2 separate regions of the Danio rerio genome follow, and region 2 is linked to region 1. Evidence: chromatin contacts called from public HiChIP or PLAC-seq data. All regions are on one chromosome and are shown on one strand. Each heading gives the region's core, a stretch centred on a gene start, on an enhancer-like site or on the middle of the called end of the contact. The rest is flanking DNA. Distances are from core to core; before and after follow the strand shown. Region 1 holds the start of nceh1b.1 (neutral cholesterol ester hydrolase 1b, tandem duplicate 1). Region 2 holds the start of msl2b (MSL complex subunit 2b).

Evidence for each region. HiChIP or PLAC-seq counts read pairs in DNA pulled down with a chosen protein or histone mark.
Region 2: a contact with region 1 is called in an H3K4me3 HiChIP or PLAC-seq map of gastrula embryo, with 2.8 times the contacts expected there. The contact joins the promoter of msl2b here to the promoter of nceh1b.1 in region 1. A contact is called at or near these places in 2 of 18 Hi-C or Micro-C datasets (caudal fin and hematopoietic stem cells) and 3 of 4 datasets of contacts at active chromatin or transcription factors (caudal fin, embryo and gastrula embryo).

Annotation. Positions count from the first base shown.
Region 1 is chr24:30,959,723-30,965,121 of GRCz12tu, reverse strand. nceh1b.1 (neutral cholesterol ester hydrolase 1b, tandem duplicate 1) reads right to left here and starts at 3,972. Exons shown (of 5, transcript NM_001077761.1): 1 at 3,811-3,972; 2 at 3,507-3,732; 3 at 3,229-3,298; 4 at 1,776-1,947; 5 at 1-500. The coding sequence starts at 3,948.
Region 2 is chr24:31,006,027-31,011,758 of GRCz12tu, reverse strand. msl2b (MSL complex subunit 2b) reads left to right here and starts at 1,426. Exons shown (of 2, transcript NM_001163313.1): 1 at 1,426-1,955; 2 at 3,364-5,732. The coding sequence starts at 1,814. The coding sequence ends at 5,015.

The DNA of each region.
Region 1 (5,399 bases), core at 2,723-5,222:
GTGACGTGAACTCCGGCCTGCTGCAGTCGTGTGGCGTACATCAGCCCATCATCTCTCAGCACATCATGTTCGCAGGTCATGATATAAGCAGGAGGAACGGCCTTCAGCACTTCACTTTCGGCCAGTAAAGGAGCCGCTCTCACGTCCAGCAGGCCTGGGAGCTTCTCCAGCAGCTTCGGGTCTCCGTGAAGAGGAGACACAGGTTTATAGCTCTTCTGAAAGGCTACCGGAAGAAGCCGAGTCCAGTCGATCTTAGCCCTGGCAGCTTCTATCTTTGGGCCTTGATCCTGAGCTGATTGGATGTTTGCTAGCATAGTGGGAAGAAGAATCTGTTCACCGTTTAGGTACTCCAGCCAAAAGCGGGCCATGAGGGGTCTATATAGAATAGGTGTGAAGGCGTTCTGCTGGTATGACGGTGTGTTGAAGTCTAGACCCTGAAGCACAGGGTAAATCAGAGCCTGAAGTTTGAATTTAATAGGGACGCTGCTGTCCACAGCCATCTGTGAGCAAAAAGACAAATAAATGAATTCTCAAATATGCCAACAAGAACTTTTGAGGTAATAATGTTGTAAAGTTTCTTGCACAGACTGATTGTTTCATATGTATTTGGCATATACTGTATGTTAAATCTGTTTTGCCTAGTTTTACCTCTTGAAGTAAATTGTGCAAACTAAGTGGTAGGGGTAAGGGCTTAGGTGTGGAATTGAGACTGGGTCATGCTCAGTGTATTGTCAAGAGTCATGTTAAATCTGTTTTGCCTATACATGTTTCAGGCTCTCAAAGTCCCAATACCAATTCTATTTTATACCCCTACCCATAAGCCTACCCCTCTGCCATCCCCGTCACCCTTAAAATAGAGTGTAAAGGGGTAGGGATATAAAGATTTTCCAAAGAATTGAAGCATCCCACCCCTTCAAGTTAATTGTGCAAACTCAAGTATAGGGGTGAGAGCTAAGGTGTGGAATTGGGATTGGGCCATGCTCAATGTATTGTCGAGAGTCATAAATGTTAATTTTGTTTTGCCTGTATATAAATTTTGTGGCTCTCAAAGTCCCAATACAATTCTATTTAAACGCCTACCCCTCTGCCATCCCCTTCACCCTTAAAATAGAGTGTAAAGGCGTAGGGATATAAATATTTCCAAAATAAATGGGACACCCCTACCCCTTAAGTTAAATTGTGCAAACTAAGCGGTAGGGGTGAGGGCTTAGGTGTGGAATTGAGACTGTGCCATGCTCAATGTATTCTCAAGAGCCATATATGTTAAATCTGTTTTGCCTATAAATGTTTTTGGCTCTCAAAGTCCAAATAGCAAGTTCATTTTATACCCCTACCCATAAGCCTACCCCTCTGCCATCCCCGTCACCCTTAAAAGAGAGTGTAAAGGGGCTGGGATAGAAATATTTCCCAAAGAATTGAGACACCCTACCCCTTCAAGTTAATTGTGCAAACTGAGTGGTGGGGGTAAGGGCTTAGGCGTGGAACTGAGACTGGGCCATGCACAATGTATTGTTAAGAGTCATATTTGTTAAATTTGTTTTGCCTATAAATATTTTTTTGGCTCTCAAAGTCACAATATCAATTCTATTTTATACCCCTACCCATAATCCTACCCCTCCACCATCCCCTTGTGCAATTGGGATTGGGCCATGTTCACCTGACATACTATATCTAGGATTGCCTGAAAACAAATGTTCATTTTTGAGCGAACTATTCTTGTAATCATATATTAAAGTTGATATTTATTTGCAATTTGATGCTGATATTTCTCACACCTGTTGCGCCACAGCAGCGGCAAGGTTTCCACCAGCGCTGTCACCTGACACTGCCACACGTTTGGGGTCTATAGAGTAGCGACTTAACACCTCGGCTGTCAGGATGTGTTTTGCGGCCTGAAAAACATCATTATACTGATCTGGGAAACGTCCATCCGGGGCAAGTCTGTACCTGAACATATTAAAACAAAACACATAATCTGGCAATTTAAGCAGATGATATTAATTATAACTGCAAGATGTAAACTTAGAATCGTAATAGATGAAATCAAAATTGTAAGTCTACAGAGTGTTTTCACTTAGGACCAATGTCATGGTTTGGTCAGTTAACATATATGCGGCCATTATGGAGATACTCAAGATGTCAACAACAGCATATAGGTTACATGGTTTTTTACTACTAAATATGTTGTTCTGGCTGTTTATGCAACCTAAACCACAGAAAAAAGTGTGTAAGCCGTTAAATCATTTAAAGAAGGACTCAGTAAGAGGGAAATTGGTGTAATATTTTGACAAGCTTAAATTAATAGGCTCTACTCTGCTTGAACTGTTATAACCTTTGGCAGACTTAAGTAGTCTAAATGTTGTTGGTTTTCAGACTGATTATTACGGACCAAAAACAAGACAATTATTGATCATTTTCATCAACATTAATCAGCAAATTATGAAATTATTTGTTAGGTACAGTGGCTTTTATGCTCTGCTCTCCGACTGATGATGTGTCGAGATAACGCATCTATAAACTTTCAGCTAATATATTCATTATTTTGATTGCAAGATGAAGACTTTTAAATATATTTATTACCTTTTTAGTCCTTGAAATACTGTGTTACATTTTTTATTTATTTTTTAATCATGAAATAGGCTTCCTTATTTTCTTTCCTCAAAGAGAGAATGTTTTCAAGGAAATTTTCAGGATTTAATTCTACAGAAATCTCATTGACTGTACTTTAACAGAAATATTACACTTGAAAAGCTCTTTATGTGTTCAATTTCTTTATATTTTAAAATGAAACGATTTGTTATTTTAACAAATAATCCCAAATAAATTGGGATGAGATACTGACATAACCCATGGCTCCAGTAAAACCAAACAGTCTTCTGATTTTTTTATACATAAAAATGTGTGGCTTCAATCTCTACTTTTTGACATTTTCTGATTGAAGTTGACACTGCTCAAATCTGTCCGAATGTGTAACAACAAAAAATGTCTCAGGTTTTTGGTACTGTATGAAGAACTGTTGTCTATTGACTCTTGATTTATTTCCATACCTTTTTATACAATTGTAATGGACATACTCTTTGTTTTGTTAGTCTTTTATTCGACAGTTATTGTCTCTTCTATTTTCCCTCTCAATATCTCTTATATTGATCTGCTGATTGTGGCTGTATATTTTCATTCATGACGATTGTTCATGGAATTTATTAACGCACATTTTACAAAATGACTTACTCAACAGACAGCACGACTGCATCTAGCTGTTTAGCCATCTCCATGCACTGAAGATAATACGCCTCCATTTCTTTAAAGAAAGAATAACAACAGTGACATGAAACGTTTGAACATATAAGAAGCGTTTCCTTTCTCAACCACTAGATGGAGCGAGACAACTCGTCTGCTCTACTGAGCAAATCTCTTATATTTACAACTTCAGTTGTATTCTAAAAACACTGCTTTACATTACATTAAATAATAAACACGTCAATCTAAAATTATAAACTATATCCTACTTGCACTTCCGACTGTCCATCCTCCTCCATGTAAATAAACCACGCCTCTTTTCAGACTCTTCTCCTGTGCAGTGGACTCAAACACCAGCGCTTCCACTCCTCCAAAAGAAGCTTCTGTGATCCGGACGTTTGAACAGGACAGGTTACTTTTTACATCCATAAGAGAGGAGAAATATTTCAAAAAGCCAAAAGGTGAAGTCAGCCCGAAGTCGTGTGCCAAAAAACTCTGAGAGGAAGTAAACAGACAGCATTATCTCTAACTCATCGTTACAGTTGTATAGGCTAATAGCGTTTATAGGCTTACCAACTGCATAGACGATCGTATCATTGCATCTGTGTACATGAGTTTCCATGGCTCCGTTATAGTGGTAGGAAGAGGTATATAAATATAATAAGCCGCTGCAATCGACAGTAAAATCGTCGCGATTAAAATGGGACGCATTGTTGGTTATGCTAAAAGAGAATTAAAATGAACTTTAGCACAAATGACAGTGCTCATATAGTGGGTGCATATGACACTTCACCTGATTGCACAAAATAGATAGAGGTTATGTGAAAGATTTTACATAAAAAGTCCTCTTGTTGAGTTTAGGTTATTTATTGTGTTTGGGATTTTTTAAATAACTTTATCTGTTAATGTTTTTATTGTACTTTATATATTTTTAGCTCAGTTAAACTTGTGAGTGAAGAATATTAAAATGGGGGTGGGCGTGAATAAATTTAAATAAATTATCCAGATTTAGATTTTACAAAAGAGATACAGATAATTAAATAACCAATTAACTGTGTAAAATACTGTACTGAGTAGAAAATGTACAATGTAGCTAAATAGAAATTAAATCGATTCAAAAACATTAACAAGGTTCATTTATACCATAACTATACCATATAATTGTGTTTTTTAACACAATAAATGGTATAAATTTCTTTCATATTTTAAGATAAATGTCCCTCTCACGATACTGATCACATTTGTAAGTTGGTGCATAACTGAAAACTCCCTGATCTACTGAAACTGAAACACAAAGACTTTTATTTTGAAATAATTGCCTTGTTCTGTCAGTTGCTGAAGTACCGTCACATCCATGTCAGATTTTTATATTTGATAGATGTTTTTTCTACTTAGTCGAGTATTCTGTTGAAATTAATGTTGGTTACATTGAATGCAAATATAAATTATTTGCTATTTTGAAAAAAATGATAAAAATATTAACAACCTTGTAAATTTCATCATTTTGAATAGTAGATTCTTTATACAAAATGCAGACTTTCAAAATACCACATACCCCCGAACTCCTATAGCCTATACAGATTTTGTTAACTAACTTATTCATTCATTCATTCATTCATTGTTTTACCTAAGTGCCTTTATTAATCTAGGGTCGCCACAGCGAAATGAACCGCCAGCATATGTTTTTATGCAGTGGATGCCCTTCCAGCTGCAACCTATCACTAGAAATCATCTACACACACTCATTTACTTTGGACAGTTTAGCTTACCCAATTCACCTATAGCGCATGTATTTGGACTGTGGGGGAACCCGGAGCACCCGGAGGAAACCCACGTGAACACAGGGAGACCATGCAAACTACAAACAGAAATGCCAACTGACCCAGCCGAGGCTTGAACCAGTGACCTTGTTGCTGTGAGGCGACAGCACTACCTATTACGCCACCGCATCACCCTAACTAACTTATTCTGGTAATGAAGTCCCTTAAAGCTGTGACATATGTAGTTATATCTATGGAAAGTTCATCTGTATTTGGCTTTTGTGAATGTCTTCTATGTTGTTTTATCTTATTTTGTTATTTCATTTCAGTTATTTGATATTATCTTTGTTGAAGTCAGAACTATTAGCCCCCATTTACATTTTTTTTCTTTTTTAAATATTT
Region 2 (5,732 bases), core at 177-2,676, 49 kb before region 1:
AATTGAAAATGGAAATAACTTAAAATTAAAATGTGCACGGCACACATTTTTTACTTTTTTAAAAATGACAATAAATTTTATTAAAATTTGAAAGTGTTGTCAGACCCTACGGATTAAAACAAATATTCACTTTTAATTCAAACCCTAATAAATCCAGAGGAAAAAATGAAAGATTTAAAAGGTGAACAAATGTTCCACAGATATATTTATGATAAATAAGTGGTTTGAAGGATAGTTGTATTATGTTGAAAATGCACTGAATAAACTATAGACCATTTTGAGGGAAGTAAACAAAAACAATGGTCCCAGCGTATTTCCCGTTTTACATCTTTAATTTCTACAACTTCCGATAAACCAAAAGGAGCTACATATTGACAAATGATGCCATGACCGCTGTTTAAACACGAAGTTATGATTGAATTGCCTCTTGTTAGTTATGAAATAGTTTGACAACAAGCAGGACATGTTCATGGGCCGATGACATGATCACATTGAAATGATCTATAGAAATAGCGTTAAATATAGCCTAATAATCAAACAGTTTATAAAGATTTTCGTTACTCAAACATTTTACACAGAATTACATTTTAGTGGGTGTATTTTACATTTATAGCCCGTATTTTGTTTAGCATGTTAATGAATCTCTTGAATAACGTCTCTGTATGTCTAGTTTTTTTTTTTTTTTTAGTTTGTTTTTCTTCCGCCTCATCTTCACCCGCGCCACGCCCCGCATCTCAACCTTTATGTAACCAAGGGAACCAGTCGCCCACACCAGCTAGCGTTCCCTTCTCGCGAGTGTTCTCCTTATAGCCTCCAAAGCTGATGTATCGCGAGATTACCACCCTCCTCTCCCACAGCTGCCGCGCTTCAGCTCTCGCGAGATGTGTACAGCAGCTCCCCCTCCTTGTTCTACTGCGGAGAGGAAGGGAGGGGAGAAGCCTTTTCAAATACAGATACATTTCAATATCGCTACTGGATATATAATTTCCCAGCTTCTTCTCCAAACGAATGTTTTGTGGATGATAAATTCGCACGCGTAACACCCTCGACGCACGCAGACGACAGGAAAGCGGCGGGAGAATGCAGGAAAGAAGCGAAGCGGCCTGTTTTTGTTCTGAGGCGCAGCTCACACTGACATCAAACAGCCTCTCAACTCACACCGCTTTTTTCCTCACACCCGACTTGAAATCACTTCGCATGGATGCATAGTAAATATCTTGCACCTTAAAGTCTTTTTTAAAAGGAAGGAGCACAAAAGGCGGTCTGTTTTCGTTTATTATTGTTTTTGCAGCGCCATGAAGCGCGGCGGACAATAACAGAGTGACGGTGTTTGCGTGTAGCTGCTATCATTCTAGCTTCAGCACGTATCGGGATTAATAAATAAACAAACAGGCGGAATAGCACCGCAAACAAGGACTGCATTCATCCCATATCACACAAGGAGGCAATCTGTGCTCTCTGTTTGAATTTGGTGGTAATCGGAGGCCCAGTGGGGCGAAGAGCGCCACCAGCGTGTTGTTGTTGAATTAAAAAAAAACAGAAATCGTGCAAATGCATCTCTGAATTGTGCTTTCAACCTGACCCCCGTGGATGTGGTTTCATCACACGATGATGACGAGGATTTGGTCGTATTTCGTGCCGTGGAAGAGGGGCAAGCGTTAAGATGGAGTGGTTTTAATTGCATGCGATGAACAGACATTTCACAGTCGACGGAATTGCACGCGACGTTGATGATACGTGGGCTTTCACCGTCGCTCCTTCACGCTTTTATTTTCCTCCCCGAAGTGGATCCGTCTAGCACGACACTGCTGAGATGAACCCGGTGAATGCGACCACTCTCTACGTGTCAGCTTGTCGGTCGGTGCTGCAGTGCGATCCCCGGGACCCCCAGGCTTTGGCGGAAATCTATAAGCTCTTGCCCTTTTTCAGACAGTCTCTCGCCTGCCTTGTGTGTGGTGAGAGATCCCGTTTTATTCTGCCTCATCACTGCACGCTTGCATGATCACTTCTGCTTGATGCTTTATTATTGCACGCGAAGCTCCAGACAACATGACACACCCCCAGTGAGGCCACGAATTCCTGACCTACAATGACAACTGGAGCCTGGGCGTTCAGACACACAGCAGTGCATTTAGGCTGTGTTTATAGACGCATGGGCTTGAATAGTAATGGCTTGCCTGCTTGGTTAGACAAAATAATAATATTAAATCCTGGATGTTTTAGCAATTTATATTTCAAGACATGCTGTAATTGCTTGCTTAGATTCATTTGTCATAGGGGTTGCATGGAAATACATGGATTATAGAAACTATGATTAAAGTATATTTGGTCTTAATATATTCATAAACAGTTATTTAATTATTTAGAGATTTGTGTAGGGATCCAGATTAACTTAAATAAATTTAGAATTATTTATTGTATTTATTTTATTACATGTTATTTTCAGCACTGTATTTATTAGATGGTTTCAGTGGAAAATTGAAATATTAAATATAGTTTTTATTTATTAATTAGCATTATTCTTTTAATATTAAAATGCTGGCAACCAAATAATTTTCTTCAGAGATTATCCATGTAATTAATAATTAATTATTTTCAAAATAAATATGTAATGGATATTAAAAAAATATTTATACATTTTGTATTAATGTTACAACTGTTACCTTTATATTTTACTGTTAAAATATTTCCTGATTTCCTTTGAAACCTTGATATATAAATACATATTTAAATTTTTTATTATATATAAAATATATGCCATGTATATTTTTCATTATTAATAACAATTATAACGTTTAAGAAAATTAACATTTTTCCAGGCACGCAATTCTGTATTTCAAATAATTTTATATTATTTTATTTTATAATTAATCAGCTAGAAATTAACTTCATCAGTGTGAATAGGATAATCTAAATGTAATTCATCATAAGCAGGCAATTCATTGCTATCTTTTAATTTAGTTGTTGATAATCCATGCATAATTTCTAAAACCCGATTATTGTTTGTATTAAGCAGTGCATGTTTATTTGTTGTGCTTGTGTTTATAAAACTGCATCTGGATTTGCATTTGATATCCCTGCTAACCATATGCCTAGCATGTAATGTGAACCACACCATGAAGCATCACATGACCCTTCAAATCCTCGCATATGCTTTCTTCGATACCACACAACCATGTCTAATGAAATGCTTGTGTAATATTGCTTGTGATCTGGAAAACTAATTACAGATCTGATAGATCGTTTTAAAAGGTACAGCATGCAAGCAGGCGGTGATTTGTATAATTTGCATGCTAATGTGTCGGAATAATCCCCAGACTGTTGTTTCATGGTCTAAATATGTTTTCTTTTTTTATCACTTAGGCAATTTGCTACAAGATCCAATCGCTCCTACCAACTCATCGTGCCAGCACTATGTCTGTAAATCATGTAAAGGCAAAAAGATGATGATGAAACCGTCGTGCAGCTGGTGTAAAGACTATGAGCAGTTTGAAGAGAATAAGCAGTTGTGCATCTTGGTGGATTGCTACAAAAAACTCTGCGAGTACATCGCAGATTCTCCTCTCGCTCAACACATTTCAAGTACTGTGGAAGGGTCTTCAGACATCTTGTCCCTGTTGAATGAGGGACTGGAGGGCCTTGGGGAGGAGTCACTCTCCCTGAGTCTGACAAACCAATCACCAACACCTTCAACCTCTGAAACGCTCCCTGATGAGGGCCAGTCCCCTTCCACAGAGATCAAGGAGCAAGGCCTCAGCCCTCTTGGGGTGAATGGTCTACAGGATTGCAATGGCTTGACCAATGTAGAGGAATTGACTGCCAGCTTACCTTCTCTAGAAGCCAGTGTCCCAGACTCGGAGAGTAGCGGGGGTGATGAAGTGAAGCAAGAGAGTTTCACCAATGAAATCCCTGTTTGCGAGGCAGTGGCAGCAGCTGGCGAGGAGCTTTGTACCAGCACCATGGACATTTGTGGTTTCAGCGAGGATATTAAACACGATGGCGGGACTCTCCTCTTGAGTGTAGAGGAAGTGCTCAGGACTCTAGAACCAGATCATGTTTCCCAGGATGAGTGTCCTGCTATTTTGCAATCAACTCTTGAATCTACGGGAAACTTAAATGGACCATTTTCCTCGGTTGACTCTAGCCGGCAACTCTCCTCACTTCCACAGGACTCGCACGAAGTCCTCGTGCCCCAACATCCGGTGTCCCAGCAGAATCCGCAACATTTAGGAATATCCTGTTCTGCAGTGACGCCGCGAATACCACGGTCCAATCGGAAGCGCTCGCGGTCAGAAAGCGATAGTGAGAAGATCCAACCCTTGCCCATTTCCACCTTCATCTGTGGTCCTACATTGGGAGCCTCCGCTCCGGTTCAGATCAAGTGTGAGCCAAAATCTCCTGCACAGACTATCCCGCACATGGCAGTGGTGCCCAATGGTGGTGGCCTTCCAAAGGTGGGCAAGACATTACTAGTGCCTGCCAAACCTGTCAAAAAGACCCTAGACCACCATGGACCCAAGAAGGCGTACACTAAATCCAAACAAGGCACTCCAAAATCCAAGGAGAAGATAAAAGACAGGATTCTGACTAGCGCCCTCATTCCCGGCAGCCCCACCAAAGTGGTGTACAAAAAGGCGCAGGAGAAAAAGGGCTGCAAGTGCGGCAGAGCAACTCAAAACCCAAGTGTTCTTACATGCCGTGGACAGCGATGCCCCTGTTATTCCAACCGCAAAGCCTGTCTGGACTGCATATGCAGGGGCTGCCAGAACTCCTACATGGCCAACGGCGAAAAAAAGCTGGAGGCCTTCGCGGTGCCAGAAAAGGCACTCGAGCAGACAAGACTAACTCTAGGCATAAACGTCACCAGCATCGCAGTGCGTAACGCCACCGGCAGCGGCGCCGGCGGGATGCTGAACGTCTCCACCGCGGCTGGTTCACCTGTGGCCTCTTTCTTGGCTACGGGACCACACGAAGACAAAGGATTCGATGAACCATTGGACATGAGGTTTGACTGAGTCTCAGATGATTCTCCTTTAACATCGCCCTGTTTTCCAGACTGGCTTGCTTTCAGTGTGGTGGCACTGTAGTGAGGGGCCGATGCCAGCAGAGTCAGCTATCGATAAGGCAGCTACTGTGATTCTGTTCCAGTTCACATTATCAATTATACAAGCTATTGCTGAAGCTCGTGCCTTTCAATCATTTGTAATGTTTTCGGTTTACACGCACACCTTTAGGAGGAGACAAGTTTCTTTAGGTAAAGGGGTTATGTTAATTTTCAAGTGATCTATAAGGCACGATCTTTAGCAAGATATACCTGACCTCATTGTTGCGGGTCACGCTATGTGCATATGTGGAAGATTTTCAGTTTGTAGGCTAGCGGACGAGACCTGTTAAACGAATGGTACCCTACAGCATCAGTAGAGACTGGTTGTATTTATAAAACCGTTTTTTGTACACAGACTTAATGAATTCGATTTAAACAAACAAACAAAAAAAACAAAGTACATTTTATGATATATTTTGTAAGTTACATTAACAACATTTGCAGTATTTATTGGATATCACTTAACATAGATTACGGTCCACCGAGGGCATCAGCTGGATACCATTTCTACAGATGCAAGTCACACAGATGCAGTATGTACGGTTTTTCTGTCTAAATTATGTTGTTGTCCTGATTGTGCTAGTTTTTTGCTGTCTCAAACTGTTATTTTTTTCCCTTGGGGCATTTA